Regions from separate parts of the Gasterosteus aculeatus genome. Here region 2 is linked to region 1. A link is a contact called in public Hi-C data. All regions are on one chromosome and are shown on one strand. Each heading gives the region's core, a stretch centred on a gene start, on an enhancer-like site or on the middle of the called end of the contact. The rest is flanking DNA. Distances are from core to core; before and after follow the strand shown.

Region 1 (5,834 bases), core at 2,328-4,827:
AGGCAACAGATGGTTCTGGTCCAGGGGAATAGGCAGGTTCGTGGTCAGAGGCAGGCGGAAGGTCGAGTCACAGGTTCTAAGGGGTTTAGGGGTAGATAATCAAAAAAGCGGTTCAGCAGAGAAGTGTACATTCAATACCTCACAACCTGCCCGCTGCGTCGGGCTGCTTTTATAGGTATTTCTCTCTCGCAGGTGTTTAGAATTCCGGTGATTGACTCCGGAGGACGCGTTCTTTGGCTCCCCCTAGTGGCCTCCTGCCGTCACGCTGGGGTTGAGACCTCACAAAAATAGACAAAACCTCTGAATGGGTGGGCCATCTTAACCTCTCAATGCTGCTAGCTGCTTTGATTTCCCTTCCCAGTAAATTTCTTTGGGTACTTTTCAGCCCGAGGGTAACCAGGGTAGTGATTAGTTCAGTTGTGAGGGGAGTTTACATATAACCTATAGAGTGTTTGCATCTGGTCCAAGTTGCTTTCATTTGAACCAGACCAAAACAAAACATTACAAGCCAGGAGAGACTGCTCTTGCTACTCAATGGTTACACACATACACAGTATCTGTTTTTACTTCCCAAAGGAAAGAAGTAACACAGAAGGAAGAACCTAAAAAGAAAATGAGATATTTCATTGATGGACTCTTTCAAAGGCTTTTTGCTGACAACTTTGGATCTTGGTTGCAGGGATCCATTCAGCAATCAAGTTCACTCCACAAAAAAATGTTTCCACTATTTGTCCCATAGCACTAATGGAAAACCAAAGCAGTGTTCGATTCAACTGGACCACACAACAAACTCTAAGTGAGCAGTATTTCAGAGATCCCAAAATGTTATTAAATCATTAAATCTTTCAAATAGATAAGAGATATACTTGTTCTAGCCGCTCAAATATAGATTTTGTCCCTAAATCAATATTTTCTTTTAATTTCAAATTTTATTGGAAAAGTGAAGAGTTGGGAGAGGGATGCTTGCTTTTCGTGGAAGATATTCCTATTTGGTCATTGTTGAAATGTTGGTGTTCAGTTCTAACTTTGAAATTCATAAAATACAACTCATCCAACCACTCAGGGAGCCCTTGTTTGCTCCATTAGGTCCATTCAGATCATATCCAACATTTTTGTTAAATAGCTCCAAGGACCGACTTCAATAACAGGCTGAGGTGAAATACTCACACTGACTTCGTACTAAATGGTTTGGACCTGCTCATTTCACGTTGACTCCCTCACTTCTGAGAATAAAGGCCAGGCTAATGAAATCAAGTCCAGTGCTCACAGGAGCCACAACATGTCCGCTTTCGCGCCGGAGCTAATTATTCATCAGGGCTGTACTGAAGATTGGGGCAGATATACAGTATGTGAAGAAGCAAATCCTTTAAATGGCTCTCTTATTGTTCCCGTACAAACCCCACACACACACCTCATTTTAGACATTTAGCCATTGTTCCCGAGTTATCCTGCAGACACGAAAGGTTAGTTAGTGAAGCCTTTGATAGAGATGCCCGAGACCGTTTTAACATCTGTGTTATCAGCAAGACAAAGAATTACTGGGGCTAGGACCATGAATAAAGCCACCATCCTCTCTCTCTCTCTCTCTCTCTCTCTCTCTCTCTCTCTCTCTCTCTCTCTCTCTCTCTCTCTCTCTCTCTCTCTCTCTCTCTCTCTCTCTCTCTCTCTCTCGTAAGGATTGAGGCATTTCTTGCTCTTTTGTATCACAAAATCCTTTCGACGTCTCAATGCGCTCAAAGCATGTCGACCTCCTCAATCAACAGTGCTCCATGCCTTCCTCCAAAGGGAGACACAGCGGTTTATACGATGCAGACCCATGGGAAGTCTGAGGGAAGTTTACGCTGAATAGTGTGATTGAGTCAGGTGAGCGGGTGAGGAGCAGAGGGTGGCTCTCTTACAGAGCAACTTCTCAGCACTGATGCCCCCTACAGGGCAGAAGGGTGCCAGGCACGTTGACCTGTAGCTGGAACCCTCCAGTTATTGTAGTGGATTGAGAAAGCAACAGAGAAGTCCTTCAGCAGTGCGGGCTTCTGACCCTCGTTAGAGACGCGGAATGGAGGGGACTTTTATTCTTTGTTTCCCTTCCCCTTTCTGAAGAGTTGTACAATGTCATGTATTTATTTTCAAGTAACAAATTAACATTTTCATTTTCATTTTGCACTATACTGTACGTTGCCCACCTATTTTAAATCAAAACATGTTCAAAAAATTCAAAAAGGAGGTTTTGGGAATACACACGTCTAGGATCGGTCATTAATTAATCAAACCGTGGGGACCACTCACTCAAAAGAGGCTTTTCTTTCACAACTGTCATGTGGGACTCATTCAACAGTTTCTGTTGTTCGTGTTTTAATCGTTTTTGATACCAAATATTTCTCCTCATGAGGACATTTTGGTCAAAATGGCATATGTTGTCATTCATGAGGCTGGCTGCATTTGTCAACAAAAGAAAAAAAGACAGAAAGACTGATTGACAACAGAGAACTGCTTGTATGTTCACGGAAAAACAGTGTGGGTCCCATGGGCACCTACAGCCCCCCAGAAAACAGAGGCATCAGCTCATATTAGCTCTATGATATTCTTATATTTGTACAGGAACTTTTTGTTTTTATCGAGTTTAACAGTGCCTTTAAAAATTCCACAAAACAACTCACAGTGCTAATGAGTGCTGTGAACGGGAAGCTGAAATAAATCCAGCGCAATGAGGAACAATTCTAAAGGTCCAATTAAAAAAGGGGGATGAACCACTGGTTGTCTGCTTAAGTGTTGCGGCCCTCATTGGGGTCTGCTGTTGTGGTCCACAGACTCCCAACCAGTCCTCTCCGACCACCATGGATACCTGGGCCTCATGTGGTAGAGTGCTTAATATCTCCCAAAGGTATACTAGTGGGGGAAAGATACTTATTCCTGCTGCTGCCCCCATGTCATATCGTCTCTTTTTGTTACTGCGTCCTGAGCATCAATAGGCAATACGGTCAGTTGGAACTCGGGCGACGTAACACCACATCTCAACCCTGTCCCTAAACCCTAGCCATAGCTGAAGAGCTTTTGAGGTGACATGAGAACAGGATGGCACTGAGGTGCAAAAGGGCTCAACTATAGACCTCTTTGAAATATCCTCAGGTAGGAGGGGAGTTGCTCCTCACCACGGATTGGCCCAGTCGACTGTCTGAAATTTATGGAGGTGCAGGGGATTAGTGATTAGTCATCAGGGTTCTGATTGCAAGAGTCAAAGGGCAAAGTGGGCTTTAAATTCTACACCGCCTTTAAAAACTGTCCAATTCAATAAACAATTACTAACATGGATGAAAACCCTGCAATAAAAGACAATAAATAAAGACACGATAAAACATGCTGACACAGCAAAGAGAGGTAGACTTAAATCACAGATGAGTTATTTACTCATTGCATGCTTTGTGACACGCTTGAAGACGCCATCGGGCTAGTTTTTTTTTTTTAATCAAATGTGTATTTCTGATGCGTCCAAAAAAGCTGGAGGCTGACAGAATAAAGAGAGGAAGCTGGGGGTATCCGCAGCACGATGCCGGAGACACCCGCTCCACACACAGACACACGCCTGCGCACGCGCACGCCCGTAAACAACCACGCGCGCGCACTCATCCCTCGTAAAGGGGCGTGTGGCGCTGCCAGCGACTCAAACCTTCTGCATTTGCTTCAGCGGAAGAGCCGAGAGCGGTGGCGCGCGGAGAACCGGGCGAAGTGGAAGAAACAACTTGCGGCAGATCAACCAGGACTTTTCCGTTTATCTACATTATTTTGATTTTTTCGGTCCCTCTGGTATTTTAGGAACTGCCTATTTTTACCACCACACTGGCCGGATTTCTCTTGAGACAGCGCCGAAAGAAAGGGGGCGAAACAAGAAGAGAGTCCTGGAGAGATCAGCGCCGCGGAGGAGACTAGTCTGTGCGCGGAGAGGAGAGCGAGTGGCCAGCTGTCGGCTGTGCGTCTTTGCGCGGTGGCGACCGAGGACCGAACTAGACTCCGCTGTGGTTCTCCCTCGGCGTACAACGAAAAGGGAGGGGGCGGGGGGGAGGTAACTTGCTTTTGTGAGTCTCTGGAGAAGATCTAGTGTCATTTGAACAGAATCCGAAGGGAAGCCTGTCGGATCATAGCAGCACTCTGCTCCTCCACGCATGTTGGAGGTAGAGAGAGGAGGGCTGGATGCTTGCGGCTTTGCGAGTCCTCAAAACGCAGGTGAATGCAGCAGTTTTTATTTAATGAAATACCTCTGCGTAAGAAAGCACTGATCCGATGATAGATTATCTCCACTTTCCCACGATTTTACAAATATAAATAAATTGTATTTATTTATTTGGCTTGAATACTAATCAAATGAAATCGTTCATTTTTAAAACTTTGATTAGTTGTGTTTATGCGGGAGAAGTATTTGCTGCTCTGTTCCTTTGTGTGTGTGTGTGTATGTGTGTGTGTGTGTGTGTGTGTGTGTGTGTGTGTGTGTGTTTGTGTGCGTGCGTGCGTGCGTGCGTGCGTGTGTGTCCGTGTGCAGAGTGACCCAGGGCAGCCTTGAGTAAATGACGCAAGGCTACATAAATGTGCGCTTTAATTGATTTCCCCTGAATATCCGAGTGTCGGTTAAATGGTGTCACTGTTGTGGGGCAGGAAATCGGCACATCTGAACAGCTGTCGCTGCATAAAATAAACTTTAAAGGTGTAGAGGGGGGACACTTTCTGTTATTTAGTTTCTGTGGAAAACACAGAACAAACCGGGCCTATTGTGAGCACTGCCGATACGATTCATTCCGAGCGGCTGGAGGATCCGTGTTTAAGGAGACGCAAAAAAGAAGTTCCCTGCATAGATAATTCAGTGTGTCACATAAAATGATCACGATCAGATAAAAGCTGCGGAGGAGACCTAAAACAAAGAACCCCTATCCATTGTAATCGGCATTTAGAATTGTTTACTCTATGATTTACGATCTTTGGTTAAGTGGTATATTTCCTATAGATATAATATTTGATACACGTTGTTATCCCAAATGATGTTTTTTAATATGAGTCATGTTCTGTTAATCTATATCACGATAGCTTATTTTTGTAAAAGAAGACAGGGGATGGGAGGGGAGGGGGTATAGATAAAGAAAGAGTGACGGAGAGAGAGAGAGAGAGAGAGAGAGAGAGAGAGAGAGAGAGAGAGAGAGAGAGAGAGAGAGGGAGGGAAAGGGGGTGAGAGAGAGAGAGAGAGAGAGAGAGAGAGTCATGTCACTTAACGGACTGCTGGTACTCTGTGACTCAGTGTGCGGCTCGTCTTACACATAAAGACACGGGGCTTTACTCACATAGGTCGACTATTTGTCATCACGCCCATCATCATCCCCTCCGAGTCCCGCACTCTGAGTCCTCACACTTTTGTTTGCTATGGGGAGTTGTGTCCGTGCCTTTCTATAAACCGTGTTCGTTTCAGAGGCAGGGCGCAAAGACACACCCGGGGAATGTCCAGAGCGCAAGGCGGCCGCATGCAAGCGCGTATTCCTCTCAAAACCCGCTCACACCTCCGCCTATCTCTTTTGCCTCCCACAGCCAAGGATTAGCTCCAGCTCGGGCACCGTTTGACGGAGTAACAACGCAACACCATCAACGGAGAGTGAGGCCATTTCTTCTTCCACCTCTCCGGGAGGGATATGGCACGGTGCGCGCTGGAGAGAGGAGCGCAACCGGCACAGGCGAGAGGAAAAATGAGCTGAATGACAGGATGCCAGCGACCGGAGCTCCTACACTTCTAACTTCGTTTTATTTAACAGACGCTCTTACTTTATTTTAGTCCTTGTCGAGAGAACAGTACTCGCTGCAGGAAC
Region 2 (5,834 bases), core at 846-3,345, 390 kb before region 1:
GGGAAATCAAAGCCTAATTACTGTTTGTCTGTGCTGTGTGTGTGTGTGTGTGTGTGTGTGTGTGTGTGTGCGTCTGGGAGTGAATGTAGCCTCTTTTGGCGTAGACTGAAGGCTATTGTGTCTGTTCGGCTGTCTCATCTCTCAGATGCTGCGATGTATTCACCTCACACATTGTGAACTCGTTATTTGTACCGTGTTTATTGTGCATCTCACCAACTTAGTACGATTCGTTGACCAGCGCTGTGGTTGCTGAACACTTAAGTGGATCCGCGGTGCCCCATTTAATGCAGTAGGATGATAAAGGTTTTGTTGGGGGAGAGTCAGAGAGTTAAAACCATCAAACCAAAATACGTCACCTCATTGTGCTTATGAAAATACTTTTTGGTGCTTACTTCATGGACAAATTTCGCAATTACAACAATTTGATGTATTAAATATTTAAATCTAACGGCAGAAGCAACAGCTGAAATACTGATATATCCTGAATGGCAACCAGTGTGAAATAAATGTTCTGTAACCCAGATGCTACCCTGTGTTTGATTGTTCTCTTGTAATTACCAGCATGTGGCTGCTATTGTGTTGTGTATGTGTGTGTGTGTGTGTTATTATGGCACAATGTGGTCCTGGAATAACCTACAGTAACGTGAAACTACCACAGAGTGGTTTTGAGCCTTTTGCCAAGTGTTTATGTAAATCTGTGCATGGTTGTGTCACATAATTTGGCATATGAGAGGTTGAGATCCAAATGAACGGCAAGTTCTGCGGCTACTGTTTGTAAATATGTCTTCCAAAGGACGTGCGACAGAAAAACGGTCATACGAATTGACGTTTTGTCTTGAAAGTCACTTTTGTTTGTAGTATTGAACTAAACTGCGCCCACCACAGCCTGGATGTTAATTCTCTAGTGGACGTGATGGTTGTAAATGTGGTATAGCTGTCTATGTGAAGTCTAAAGCAACCCCCAACCCTCAGTAACAGCGATGCGGCATCAGTAGAGTGCAGGGATGTATGAGGCTGGGACAGTTTCTCGAGCTTCCTCTCAGCCGCCAGCACCTGCTTCTGTTCACTGTACTTGTAGCTAGTAGCCCCCCCCCCCACACACACACACGTATCCTGGCCACAGAGTGTAAATGTCCACACCCAGCATGCAGTCAATGAAAAAGACACTCTGATGAGACAGCCAATTTGTATGTTCACCTAAGAACACCACACACTTGGACAGAGACCCACATGTCCATAAACCCTCCGGTGGTCAGCTGTAATTAGCCCCGGCCAGAGTCAGCACTGTGACCTGAACGACCCGGTGCAGGAGCAGAACCCCCCCCCCCCCTCCCCCCTCTGCTGCTCTGTTCAGTTAGTGGAAGTAAGCAGTTTTTCCATTTAATTTTCCTCTGGGGGTTTGTTGTCTTTATTGTCTGTTGTTGCTGGTTTATTATGTTCTTATGTTTTGAACTTCACTTAGTCGGGGAAGATTTGTTGAGCACTGTTGTTCTTTTTCAGCAACTCCCTCTACCCCACCTACGCAGTTACAATCCTTCACGGTGGGGAGGGGCTTTTTGTGCTGTTTCTATTGGACGCTGAAGCACAGGCCTTCACCATTAGCTAGTCTCAGTCTTCTTCTATTATTCTTCTACCCTTATTTCATTTGTTGGATGTGCATAATGTTTAAATAAAGCAATGGAACCTTGAAAATCATTTCTATCCAACCATCTATCAATCAGAAGTATCCCGGTACAGGTCGTTCTATGAAGTGAGCTATATTATATAAAATGATCTACCATATCTCATAATGGTCTGTACTCTTTTGACAAAATGATCCTCTCCTAAGACCAATGTGATGAAACAGTGTGTACCAAAGTACCACAGTCTAATGGTTTTTACAACACACACGGCAACAGGAGCACACAAGCCACACAATATTTTGGACGAATGGAAGAGTTCAAATATCTGGAGAAAGTATTGCTGTTCTGACCACACAGTGTTGCAATCTACAACCTCTCTATATGTGCACTGTGTGTCCTGTTGTCAGTGTGTGCTTTGGCAACCGCTTCCCTGGAATGAATGAGTCATGTAAGGTGAGGCAGGCGAGTTGTTGACGGACCACAGGTGTCATTTTACTCCATTTACCAGTAGAACATGGTATGTTGGGCTGTGTGTGTAGTACACTCTAGCCAGTTGTTATGTGGTTATTAGCATATGCAGTATGACACACACGGACTCTGAGCCTGGGGTAAGATATGAAAGCACTCCATACTGCAGAGCAGCAGGCTCCTCCATCTTATGACGGGGGTTTCCTGTAAAACAGGTGAAATCACGTCATGTCAGCAATCGTGTCTTTCAGCTCAGAGGCCACCCAGCTAGTCACGTATGTGTTTTCGATTTCTCACCCATGAAGGCCTCCTTACACAAAGAGATTTCTGCCATCACGCCAAATTGTTCCCGACATGGCGTCGACTCGCCCGCATACTGTCTGGAAATGGCGGGGCGTTTAACTCAAGCCGGGGATTGGCAGTGCCAAAACGAGAAAGAAAAGTGGAGGGGCCCACACAGACAGAAAAACACACACACATTTACACGCCTCTGTCGAAAAACAACCATGCACACACACACACACACACACACACACACACACACACACACACACACACACACACACACACACACACACACACACACACAGTCTACACTACCATCCTTGTATCATGCAGGAGGACATTTGTCCCGGTTGACAGCTGTCAGGGCTGCTTAGGTTCCAGTGTCTGGATATTTTGCCATACAAGCTTATTATGTGCAGCAGTGAAGTCCTGTGGAGGAGCCCGGGATCGCCTCCAGGGAGCCGATTTGGGTCAGCCGCCATTAAACAGTCCCTAAACTGAGGTGACAGATACAGGCCCCCGACTCGGATCCCGTTGGCCTCCCAAAGAGCCCCGGAGGGGTGTCCCTCGGAGCACTAAGATAACAAAGGAGTCTCTTTCCTCTATTATCCTCATGTAGCGAGCGCTGCTCCCACTGGCATCAGACAGAGATCCAGGCAAAGAGATCACATTTTTGCTTTTTATCCCCGCTTCTCTGTCAGTGTGGCTGCATTGAGCTACAAAGAAACCACATCAGAGTCTTTCTCCCGCTCGCCTCATGAGGGCAACAGAGCATTCTCTGTGCGACTCTCCATCACAGTCGTCTGCTGGGAAATTACTTATACAAAGTCCCAGCCAGTTCAACAGCGGCTGCAATCTTGAGCAGGAAACTTCAATCTACCATCAATTGGTTATTATTTTGAATATAGACCTATTTCTCTCTTACTCCGCTGCCTATCAGCTCCTTGTTAAACCAAGCGAGGGTCTCTTCTGCATGACAAGTATTCCTCTACAGCTTTTGTCTCAAGGGTTTCCAGACCATGAGCGCCGGTTTTCAACACTTGACTACTTCTCTCGGAACTATATGTAATTACCCTCACAGAGCCAAAGTCACCCTAAGGTTATGTCTGAAAATTGGCTCTCAAATAGTCTTTGGTCTGTTTTAGACTGTGTTGGTTTATTACAGGCCAGTTTTATTTCAACTTTTGGGTGGATGCATGTTAAGCGCAGGATCTTTTCCTCCATTCTGATGATTTTGTATGCATCCATTTAAAGTAACTGCAGCTGTTATTTTTATAGAGAAATGGGGGAGTAAAGTCCACCTGAGCATTGTTGATCAGGGCCTTGATTACAGGTGATATGAGCGGGCTGGTTAGGGTGTGTTGTTTGAATAAAGCTGTGAGCACACAAATCGAACCAGGCTTCTAAGATTTAATTGACCATATTGATTTTGAAATGTCCATATGTTTTGATGCTTTTTATGTGGGGGCCTTGCTGAAATGTATTTACTAACACTTTTGACCTAAAGACACTCACATGCCCTGATTAATGTATTTGAGCAAAAGGAAAAGAAACGTTTTGAGTTAAATCAAAGAAGCAAAGAAACAGAAAAAATGGAAGACCTACAAAATATATATATCCCAGCAAAGAGAACAGAACAAAGCAACACGGGATAAAGGGAAGAAACTCGATGTGAGTGGAGCGCGGGCCTTGCCTCTCACTTAGCTGAGTCTGGCGGTAGTGGCTGGCGCCGTACCCAGCTGAAGTTGACACTGGCGCAGTGAGGCAGGGAGGTGGTGCCAGAGCCGGGAAGCTAAGCCTGGCTCGAAAAGCTTTAGACGGGCATATAGCAGACAGTGGGCTGAATCCTCTGTAACAGCCCGGCTATGTGCGCTCATTGCCCCTCTCCTCGGGAGAGAAGGCCAAAGACCGTTCCAGATTATGAGCCGCTCTGCTGGAATACTGGAGGCTTATGGGCCTGCTGAAGTGCTTTACCTGAAGTGCTTTCCTCAAGCACAACTGCTGGTCGGGCCAGTTCCATTTTTGTCAAACAAATTCAAATAGCACATACTGTAATTGAAAGGTTTTCTGAAATTTGGATCATTTTTATATAAATATTATATATAGTTTCTTGAAAACTCGTTGAAAATCCACACACCTCCTTGGCCCCGATTGAAACAGTATTTTTCTCCATCTTTATTATGCAGCGCAACTTCCGCTATATTTCTGTCTTCTGCACTACGGGGAAGAGTGGTGTGGAGTGGACTACAGAGGGTATCAGAAGGTCAGCGGGCCGGTTGGAGAGAATGTGTCTCAGCATGTCTTTGTGTTCAAACGTGGTTTTATCCGGAAGGGATTTTTAGTTTGAAATTGTCATAAGGCCCCTCCGCCACTTCCTTCCTCCTTTTGTGGAAAAAAAGAAAGAAAATCCCATTCATCACACACAGTGTGTGTGTGTGTGTGTGCGCGCGTACAGTACAGTATGTGTACATGGAGAATGTTGAGAGTCCCCGCATGAATGCCTTACGTCTCCTCTACAGCAGATGTGTTCGCAGCCCAGGGCTCCTCGGTTGCAGCTCGTTATGGGAATGTGTGTGTGTGTTTGTGTGTGTGTGTGCAAGAAGGCTTCTTGCTATTCCCATTTGGATGTCAGCGGGGAGTTTGTCTATAAAAGGCAGGAATAATAGGCACCCATTTATCTGCAAAGACACTCATCCATCAGCGTACACACACACACACACACACACACACACACATCTGATGGTTTGTGATATTATTGCTCTGTTGTGCCAGAAGCCCTGTCCTGTATACATGCATTAGTGTAAATGCCTGTCTCTACACAGACGGAAGAAGAGTCATGTGTTCCCCCGTCTATAACTCTCTCTGGCTTTCCTTGTTTAAGGACCATTACACTCAAGCAGCCCTGAGTCACCCGCTAACACTGTGGCCTCACCTACTCATGACATCCCCAAAGGAGACGCCAACACGCCTCTCTACAGTGATCCCAGTTGTTTTTGCGTGTGTGCAATCTAATGTCTAAGTCGAGCCTATATGTCTCTTGTACACGCAACTTATACAAGGTATAAGTTGGAAGATTAAAGACCTGTGTGTTACATCTTAACTGCATAACAGAAGTGAAAGGTCGCTCTCAATGACAAACACTGGTTCTCTGCACATAATGGAGGCAAGTTCCACTGGTGTCACAGCATGAAAAATGGTAAATATAATAAATAATAATAAATAATTAGCTTTATAGTCAGCTTCCCGACATGTTAAATCACCCATGGAACCCACCTGGCGCTGCCAAATATCTCAGACGTTACTTATGAACGCACGAGAATATGCCTTTATATAGTCATACCATAAAGGTTTTGTATGCATGCGCTCTTAACATGTATCCTTCTGTCTCTGTAAATCTGTGTCATCGGAATGTTTGAAGGATGAGTATTTTTGTCTAAACCCCTAACAGACGACAAGCTT

What was found. Hi-C and Micro-C count contacts between places; a contact is called where the count stands out from the background.
Region 2: a Hi-C map of whole body shows a contact between it and region 1, with 2.7 times the contacts expected there. The contact joins the enhancer-like site here to the promoter of nrp1a in region 1. A contact is called at or near these places in 3 of 6 Hi-C or Micro-C datasets (skeletal muscle and whole body).

The regions. Positions count from the first base shown.
Region 1 is chr21:8,714,888-8,720,721 of fGasAcu3.hap1.1, reverse strand. nrp1a (neuropilin 1a) reads left to right here and starts at 3,577. Exons shown (of 18, transcript XM_040167066.2): 1 at 3,577-4,215; 2 at 5,560-5,834.
Region 2 is chr21:9,101,527-9,107,360 of fGasAcu3.hap1.1, reverse strand. All of the region lies in intron 2 of LOC120811645 (partitioning defective 3 homolog), which reads left to right. Among protein-coding and RNA genes, the nearest start is that of trnaw-cca, 12 kb to the left of the region's middle. Within about 2 kb of position 2,095, at least 6 of the 9 cell types and tissues checked have open chromatin away from gene starts, as enhancers often do.